Regions from separate parts of the Mus musculus genome. Here region 2 is linked to region 1. The links are chromatin contacts, called in public promoter capture Hi-C maps. All regions are on one chromosome and are shown on one strand. The core of a region is the stretch at or near the end of the contact, and the rest is flanking DNA. Distances in the headings are between cores, read along the strand shown.

Evidence for each region. Promoter capture Hi-C pulls out the DNA fragments that hold promoters and counts their contacts.
Region 2: a contact with region 1 is called in a promoter capture Hi-C map of pre-B cells, with 4 times the contacts expected there. The contact joins the promoter of 1110046J04Rik here to the promoter of Foxc1 in region 1. A contact is called at or near these places in 1 of 39 promoter capture datasets (pre-B cells) and 1 of 115 datasets of contacts at active chromatin or transcription factors (large pre-B cells).

What each region holds. Positions count from the first base shown.
Region 1 is chr13:31,804,903-31,809,398 of GRCm38.p6, reverse strand. It overlaps Foxc1 (forkhead box C1), which reads right to left and starts at 2,753. Exons shown (of 1, transcript NM_008592.2): 1 at 1-2,753. The coding sequence starts at 2,191. The coding sequence ends at 530.
Region 2 is chr13:33,933,782-33,938,332 of GRCm38.p6, reverse strand. 1110046J04Rik (RIKEN cDNA 1110046J04 gene) reads right to left here and starts at 2,301. Exons shown (of 5, transcript NR_040707.1): 1 at 2,236-2,301. It overlaps Serpinb6a (serine (or cysteine) peptidase inhibitor, clade B, member 6a), which reads left to right and starts at 2,250. Exons shown (of 7, transcript NM_009254.3): 1 at 2,250-2,411.

The DNA.
Region 1 (4,496 bases), core at 1,504-4,003:
TGGTCCGTAACATCCAACTACAAATTAAAAATAAATTACTATGTTGCAATTTACATTTAAAAACAAGTCCATGAATAAAAAGAAAGCGATTTTCATAAACAGGTACTTTCCCGTTCTTTCGACATAGGATAAAATATCTTACAGGTGAGAGGCAAGGCAGAGGCAGAGGGGCAAGACGAATGAGCAGGAAAGCGAGTCTCTGAACGCAAGAAACTTACGTGGTATCTGGAGTAAACTGTCCTTTAATAAACCATGATTTTGTTGTCTGTACAAAATAGTTTACGGTTTTGCTTACTTAGATAAGGCAAAAATGGAGGAGGTTCTGCATTAATCTTTTAGGAAAATAGGTTTTCTTTGAGCTGATGCTGGTGAGCTGAATTTCAGGAGAGATTCTGTTCGCTGGTGTGAGGAATCTTCTCAAGTTTTAAAATTTGTATGTTTTTAGTTTCGATTTTGCATTGCTGGATTCTTTTACTGTTCCTGCTCTGGGGTTCCATTCCATTTGGCTCTAAGAGTGCCGGGAATAGGGTCAGAATTTGCTACAGTCATAGACGAAAGCCCCCGACGTGCGGTACAGAGACTGACTGGCAGGGAAAGCCATCTGACAGCTACTATTCCCATTCACCGGGGAGTTGTTCAAGCCGATCCGCTGAGACTCGAACATTTCCCGCACCGAGTGGAAGTTCTGCTGCTGGCCAGGGTAGCCTGCGGCCGCCGCAGCCGCCGCCGCGCTCGCCAAGTGGCCCAGGTCTCCACCTGCCTGGTTCAGGTACCACGAGGTGAGTCGGCCCTGGTGGGATGCAGGGTGGTGGCTGGCCTCCTGGCCGCCCCCGCCATGACTCAGGGACGAAGAGCTGCTGCTGGTCGCTGGAGGCAGCGAGTAGTCGGGCAGGGGGTCGTCCACCGCCGCGCTGCCCGCGCCTCCCGCCGGACCCTGCAAGTGGCCGCCACGCTCGCCCGCCGCGTACAGGCTCATAGCCTGCAGGTTGCAGTGGTAAGTGGCGGCGCCCCCCGTACCCGCAGCGCTGCTGCTGCCGCCGCCTCCGCCGCCGCCGCCACCCCCGCCGCCCGAACTGCCCGCACTGGAGCTCTGGCTGCAGGGGGAGCTGTAGAGGGAGCTCTGGCCCGGAGAGTAGGCACCCAGCGCCAGCGGGGGCGCGATGCCCGCGCGCGAGGACGCAGCCGCCGAGGCCAGGAGGCCGGAACCGAGCTCAGCGGCCGAACCCTGCGGCGACCCCCGCAGCGACGTCATGATGTTGTCCACGCTGAAGCCCTGGCTGTGATGCGGCGGCGGCGCAGGCTGTGGCGGCGGCGCGGGTTCTGCAGCGTCCAGGCTGAGCGGCCGCGCCGACGGCAGGCTGCCCGGGGGGCTGCTCCCGCTCGACAAGCTGCTGCTGCTGCTGTCGGGGCTCTCGATTTTGGGCACTGTGGCGGCGCTGCCGCTGCCTAGGGCGGCAGCCGGGGACAGGGGCTGGGGAGGCGAGGGACACGTACCGTTCTCCGTCTTGATGTCCTGGATGCGCACGGGCGGCGGCTGTGGCCCGGGAGCGGAGCCCTCGGCCTGCTCCGGGGGCGCGGGCGCGGGCTGGCGGCCGGCCTGCGGCGGTGGCGGTTCTTGGAGGTGCAGCCGGCCCTTCTCCTCCTTGTCCTTCACTGCGTCCTTCTTCTTGAAGCGCCGCCGCCGCCGCAGGAAGCTGCCGTTCTCGAACATGTTGTAGGAGTCCGGGTCGAGCGTCCAGTAGCTGCCCTTGCCTGGCTTCTTGTCGTCGCGGGGCACCTTGACGAAGCACTCGTTGAGCGAGAGGTTGTGCCGTATGCTGTTCTGCCAGCCCTGCTTATTGTCCCGATAGAAGGGGAAGCGGTCCATGATGAACTGGTAGATGCCATTCAGAGTGATCTTCTTGTCCGGGGCATTCTGGATGGCCATGGTGATAAGAGCGATGTAGCTGTAGGGCGGCTTCACCATGTCCTTGGGCTGCGGCTGCGGCGTATAAGGCCCGTAGGCGCGCGCCATGCTGCCCGGGTACTGCTCGGCGTGAGCAGGGTGCGAGTACACGCTCATAGGGGCCGGCATGGCGGTGTAGCCGCCCCCGGCCGCCGCCGCGGCAGCGCGATAGTAGCTCTGCTCGCCGCCGAGGTAGGGCACCACTCCCAGGGAGTTGGGGCTGGACACCGAGTAGCGCGCCTGCATGGCCCCGGCTCGCCGCCGCCAGGCGCAGCCCGCCGCCCCCCACCCTCGCTCGGGCCGGGCCGCGCCGCACCGGCCGCCGAGTCCGAGTCCGGGCCGCGCCGAGCTACCGCGGGCCCCTCCGCGCTGCGTCTGTCCCGGCCGCGGCCGCCTCCTTGCGCCCTGGGCCGCTCGGCCTCTCCCTGCGCTCGCCTGGCGCCTCGCAGCCCACTCAGTTCCCGCGCGGGCGGCGAGGGAGGGTCGCTGCACCCGGAGAGGGCCAGACCAGGACGCTGCAAGCCGCCTCGGAGGAACGTTCGGATCAACTTCCAGGCGCAGTCGGGGCAAAAAAAGAGACAAAAGTTAAAAAAAAATTAAAAAAAAAAAAAAACAAAAACAAATAAAAAAAATAAGGCGCCCTGCTCGCCACTGCCTGCGCCTTCCAGGAGACACTGCTCGGGGCTGCTGGCTAAGGCGGCCAAATAACCAGGGGCGGGGGCAGCGCGCCGGCCGCCTTCCCGGGCCCCCGCGTCACCTTTTCTCAGTCTCTTGCGCCGGCCGCTTAAGGAAGCATTGGGAAAACTTCTGAACTTTTGAGCATCCGTCACCCAGGCGAGGACTTTTTTACGCAGTTACATTTTTTTCCGGGCAGGGGAGCCCCGCCCCACTACGGAGGCGGCAGCCAATGGGAGGCGAGAGACGCCTGTGAATGAGCCAGCGGCCGAGCTCTGCCGGCCCGCTCCTGGCGGCTGGAGGACCGCGGGGCTGACCACACGCGCGCCGGCTGCCCGGGCCCGGCGCCCGCGCCCCTGCCCGCAGCCCGCGCTCGGTCCTCCCACCGCACCCACCCACTCACTCCCAGACTCTGCGGTTCTCCCGGTCTGCGGACTTTCGGAGTCCTCACCGGCCCGGAGACCCTTCCTGCGTCCACTGTTCCCAGGCCTCCACGGAGCCCTCGAGTCACACAGGATCTGCCTCAGTCCTTACTCTACCGTGCTGTCTCCAGCGCCGGGAGTTTCTCCGTCCTTTCCAGCCCTCCGCCCATCCCTTGTCCTCTCCTTTCCGAATATCCCTCTCCCTGCTATCACCGGTCACACCAACATCACATTTGCTCTCCACAGGCAGGTTCTCCAGTCCGACTTTAGGTTACCAAGGCTGTTACAGCCGCCGGGGTTCCAGTGAGGAAGAAGATGGTATTTCGGTGCCTCGCCCCACTCCCTGCTAGCAGTAAGCGGAGGGGATAGAAACTTGGAACTTCAAACGTGTGTTAAGCTGATGGAATGTGTAGGCCACATTGAGGAGCACGGGGTTCACAGGCGTTCCAGGGCTTAAAAGAGCTAGAGAGTTCGGGCTAAGAGGACTCCAGAAGTTTCCTCGACAAACCATGCGTTGCCCCTCTGTCCTGACCAGTACATTTTGGCTCGTAGGGGCAGTTAAGTTCAAAAGAGCTCGGTGACATTAGTAGTTGTGGTGAAGCAGAGTCAGGTAAATATCCCCAAGAACTTAAGGCTTCCCCCAGCCACTCTCAGCCTCTACCCATTCCAGGGCAGCTGTCTCACAGAGTCTGAGTTGGAGGAAGTGTTCAGAATTGCACCTACAAGGCGGCTTAAAGATTTTGAAGAGATAAGCCCCGAATGATCCTAGATATTCCGTGATTAAACCTCAAGGCTGCAGCCTCTGGGTGACTAGAACAGGATGGGTAGAGATGGGGGTGGGGGGGCGGTATTGGAGGATCTGAGAGGATAGGCCTCCCTCTGACTGAAAAACAACCCTGTATTTCAGCAACTGGTCCAGAAAAAAAAAATCTGACAGAGTGGGCACCAGGTCGTTTGCTAGAAGATGGGTTTGAGAGAAACACTGTGAAAAAGTGTTTGTGAATATTTTTCACCTCGGTTCCTCCGATTTCTGGTAATCTTTAACGCTAGGACTTGCTGGGAGTCAAAAGGTTTACCGACTTGAACCTTCTTTCCCTCACTAACACACACACACCATCACCACCACCTCTCCCTTAGTAGATAAAGATGCTTATTTATGCAGTAGGCACAGCTCTGTTTTGCTTGAACATATGCTTATACGCACATACATACATAATACATACATGTGTGTAATTTCAAAATGGGCATTTATATCAAGGAAAGAAGACTCATGTTTCTAGAATTCACACACAAACACAACACTCTCTCTCTCTCTCTCTCTCTCTCTCTCTCTCTCTCTCTCTCTCTCTCTCAAAGGGAAGCAAGCAGTTTGCATCCTGGTCTAGCACAATGTGGGCTCACTTGATCCTCTATTCCCAGATGTTTGCAAGACTAAGGACACTGTTGGACTGGGA
Region 2 (4,551 bases), core at 1,052-3,551, 2.1 Mb before region 1:
TTATTCGTCTCCACTTGCTTGATTTTTTTCTTAATCACAATTATGGATGAGTTAACATCTTGATCTTGTGATTGAATTGTAAACTGTAGCTAATGGAACATTGGCAGTTTAACTATATTTTAAATTTTCTTTTGTAATATTAGAGCATGCCCATAATTTTGTAAAACAAAACCTTGTTTTAAACCACCATTCTCTTTAAAGTCAATACCAAGAGCATTACTTTCACGTACAAAGTTTGGCTGCCAGTTCTTATATATGAATGCATGACAGTGCAACTTTTAATACATATTAAAGAGACATTGTCTTAAATACTATCCTCTATAAGTCTAGTTTCTAGGATAAGAATTACATAAAATATTATCCCAATTTAGAAGTATCTTTAAAGATCTGTTTTCCTGGGTTGGTTCATGCCAAGTGTCATTTAGAATGACTCCAACCCTGAGTTGCCAATTTTAAGCTGACTTTCTGTTACAAGCAAAAAGCTGTTGGTCCCTTTAAGAGTGACTTGTGTAGATAATCAGCCTCTAGTAGGGCTTTTCCAGCTGTGCTTGACTCCCAGGAACAGTGCAGTGTAGCTTATCAGTTTCTGCTATGCAAATTGAGACTGCCTTTTAAACAAGTTAAATTAAATCAAAGGATGGACAGCCAGCAGATAAAGTTTTAACCTTTTTTTTCCAACATGAAACACAGAACAACAATCATTCAAACAACAAAACAAAAACAAACATAAGTAGACAGACATATGGATAAATGGTGCACAGACGATAGACAGAGAGGGAATAGAACTTGATGTTTCAAAGGGACCCAGATATCCTAACCAGAACTAAGTATATCTCCAACAGGAGCCAGAGAGGAAGCAGGACCAATTTCTTCCTGTCCCTAGGAGAGCTCTGAAATATCTTATATCTATTTTCCTTCTCTTGTGCTAAAGCGTCCTGGACAGGGGACAACTCCATTTCTGAAACCTATTCTCTTTTTCTCTCTCTCGTGTTCAAGGCCTCACTCTTTATCTCCTTCTGGGAATTCTGCCAAAGAGAGAAGAGGCACAGTGGTAGCTACCGATAGTTGTTCTCCAGCGCCCTGCTTTTCTAACTTTCCCAATTTCTCTTCAACGTGACTAATTCTTTTACTTATATATTTACCATTCCTATTTCTGGGAATTAAGGACAACATAAATGTACTTGAGCTAAGAATTTTTCTAACATCTGTTTTGGTTGTTGTTGTTTTTTGTTTTTTACTCTTTTTATTTTATTTTAAATCCTACTCCTTTCACCTGGAGCAGCTCCTGGCTGTGGACAAATGCCTATTTAGAATTCCCTCGCCCCATTATGCAGCCACACCTTAGGCGAAGCCCATGTCGGGCCAACACTTCTTCAGCCTAGCCTGTATCCTCCTGAAAGCACTTTTTTACAGCAGCAGTTTCAAAAAATAAAATTTATGGCTAGCACTAGCATTAATGCTGCATGTTGCTTACAGTGCTTCATGGATACTTTCACTTTTCTTCTGTTTTCTGTGGCGCTCCACCCAAGACAGCACTTCTCAGTAGTCCCCCCTTCACCCCCACCCCAGTTTTCAAGTCCATCTGTAGCCATCTAGCAGCCATGGTTGAACTGGGTTTACCTGAAACGGGGGCTAGAAATAAGGTAAAGGGGTGAGAGAAGGATGAAGCTAAGACAAAGGTTCTGATCAAGGCTCAAAGTTTGATAATAAGCTTTGTGTTTATAAAGGAAAAAAAAAACCCACAAAATCCATCCACTTCTTCAGCTTGAGTATGTTGTAGCAGCAAGGTCAGCGCAAAAACCTTAAAGTTCCCATGGGTACCTGCAATTGCAGCCAAGACAGATGTCTGTGTCCAGGTTGATAAGGTCTGTTTAGCCTGCTGAAGGCTGGGAATACTGCTCATCCTTTTCATGGCTGGGAAAGGCTTACCCAAAGCTGAGAAGGCTACACTGGGACACAGGCACTGACCACCTTTCTTTATTTTTCTGTGCCTGCTGAATAAGATCTCTACCTCCAGCCCCAGTAGTTAAAAGTCTTTTCTTCCTTTCTCACTTTAAACTTATGATCTGCTTTGTCACAAGTATGTCCATCCACTAAGTGCTGGCACACTTCTGGCATCGCTAAGTGGAGGTAGCCAAAGCATCCAGAAAGTACCAGAAAGATCAGCTGCCCAATCTGAGGCAAAGTGGCCAAGAGCCAGAGGATAGGCTAGATTGTGGGTCCGCAGGCACTCACCTGGCCTTACTTACTCTCTTCCTTTTCCTACTCGGGAGCGGCCGCACCCTGGCCTTCAGACTCCTCCCGACTCTCCGCCCCCCATAAGTATTTAAGGCCTCGGGCGCGGTTGGGGCCTCCTCATCTCTTCTCTGCTTGCTACCAGTCCGGAAATCGAGAATCTAGGAGAATCTAGGGTATGCTCTTCGGTGGGCTGAGGCGGGGGTGGGGTGGCGGGGTGGGGGTGGGGAGCTGGGGACGCAGGCGGGTGTGGCGCGCGGCGAGAGCCCTGTGGACCTGACTCGGGTTCCCTCTGCTGCACAGCGGCTTCAGCGGGCCGTGACGCAGCCAAGTGAGTCGCCTTGTGATCCCAGCCATCTGGTGACATCGCCGCCCTCCCAGATCTGCCAGAGTCCTTGGAGGCGACGGCTAGCGAGGGATGGGGGCTGCGCGGAGCCGGCCTGGCTGCTGCGCGGGGCCCCGGGGCTACAGGTGATCACGTATGTCCTTCGATCCGGAGTGAACCTGGAGACTCCAGAGACGCAGGCTGGTGACGCACTAGGACGGGCGTTGGGATCTGGGAGGTGGGGGAGAGAGACCAAGGGCTGGGTGCTCAGACCCTTTCCTGTCCAGTGTGCCTGAATCTCCCAGGGGCGCTGCCCAGGCTGTGCTGGGAAGTTTGTGACAAATCTTAAGCACCCCGGAGGCCCACAAACATAAATACTTGTGAGAAACAATTCCAGATCTTTGGGTTTTGTTTGTTTGTTTGTTTGTTTGTTTTCCCTCCTACTAAACTCACAAATTTGATATCTGTCAGGTTAGGAGAAAATCATGGGCAAAGTTTTTGACAGTTTCTGTGCCAGAAGCACTTGGCATGTGAACTTGTTTTTTCCTCCCTCCTCTTTTTGATGGACCCAGAGCCTTGTAATGCTGAGCAAGTTCTTTCCTACTGAGATACATGCCTGGTCTTCCTCCTTTCCTCCCGTTAGGTTAGGTCTTTTCTCCACATTAGGATCAGAAATATGGACAGCTAGTATTCATATGGTGTCAGAAACACTGAGTGAGGGAAAACTGGGCGAGGTTTGGCACTTATTTTTCTGACTGCTTGGGAGGCAATTGATTGTAATAGGTCTTTTCCAGAGGCTGCTCATTTCCTTCCTCCAGTGGCTTAGGAGTTGGGTGTTGGATCTAATATATCAAGTAACCTTGGGTAAAAGTATGTGTGATCAGGGACTGTGGCGCTGGGGCTTGTGGGATGATTGCTGTTATCCGTTTACATGGGGTGTGTCCTAGTGTTTCAAGGCTGCTCTGAGTAATTGTATCCGATATGGCTTGTGTCATCACGCAGAAAGGGTGTGTTTGGGGCACTCTTGGCTCCATATACCAAGTTTATTTGGCTTCCTATACCTGCATGTCTCCCCATACCATCTCATACATGGATTTTACTTTTAGTCAACATGAAGCAGAAATCAAAATCTGATAGAAAACATTGAAGGAGAACTGAGATGTGTTGCTGTATACCTGTAATCCCAGGACCCAGGAGGCTGACGCAGAGAAATGAGAGTTTGAGCCCAATCTGGACTGCATAGACTCTTTCCCCTTTCTTGTTTTCTAAACAGCATGCTAATAGGGATCATTTATCTAGCTTTTACATTGTGCTGGGTATTTACACATCTCTAAACCATTTAAAGTTCACAGGGGCACTTATATTGGTTAGATCAAATATTAAGTTATTTTACATAAGTTAACTGAACACTTGAAGATTTGGCATCTTCAGATATCAACTGATATTCTTCAGATACCCAGAAATGACTGGGTACTTAAAGTTCCATTAGTCCGTTTTTAGTTCAAAGCATCTTTAAATTAGTTTAGTGAGTCAACAGTTGTACCTCCCACCATCATCCCCTTCTCTATCCAAAAGAGCCTTCAAGCATGTGCTGTAGGGTCACATGGAATACCAACTCTCTGCTTTCTGGACATGGGATTAAGCCACACAGTCAGTCTTTGCAGACCTTTCAGCTGTGTGTTGTCATTGTGCTAGTGAAAGGGAACAGATATTTGACCCTATTGCTTATATGCCCTTCTTGGCCAACCATCTCAGTAACCACTGGCCTCCAAGTGCCATACAAATGACATCCTTTGTGTGTTCTTGCACTTGGAGAAGGTTGGTGATGATTTTCTAACTGGCAGGAGTGGAGTCACTCAGGAGACAGTACTCAGGAACACCAAAAGTTACTGTCTTGATTAGGTCAGCATCTTGGCCAGGCCATTGAAGGGCCATCCTGATTATATTGAGGTTTGCAGACCTATTCTAAAAGTGGGCAGCACCGTTCTCTG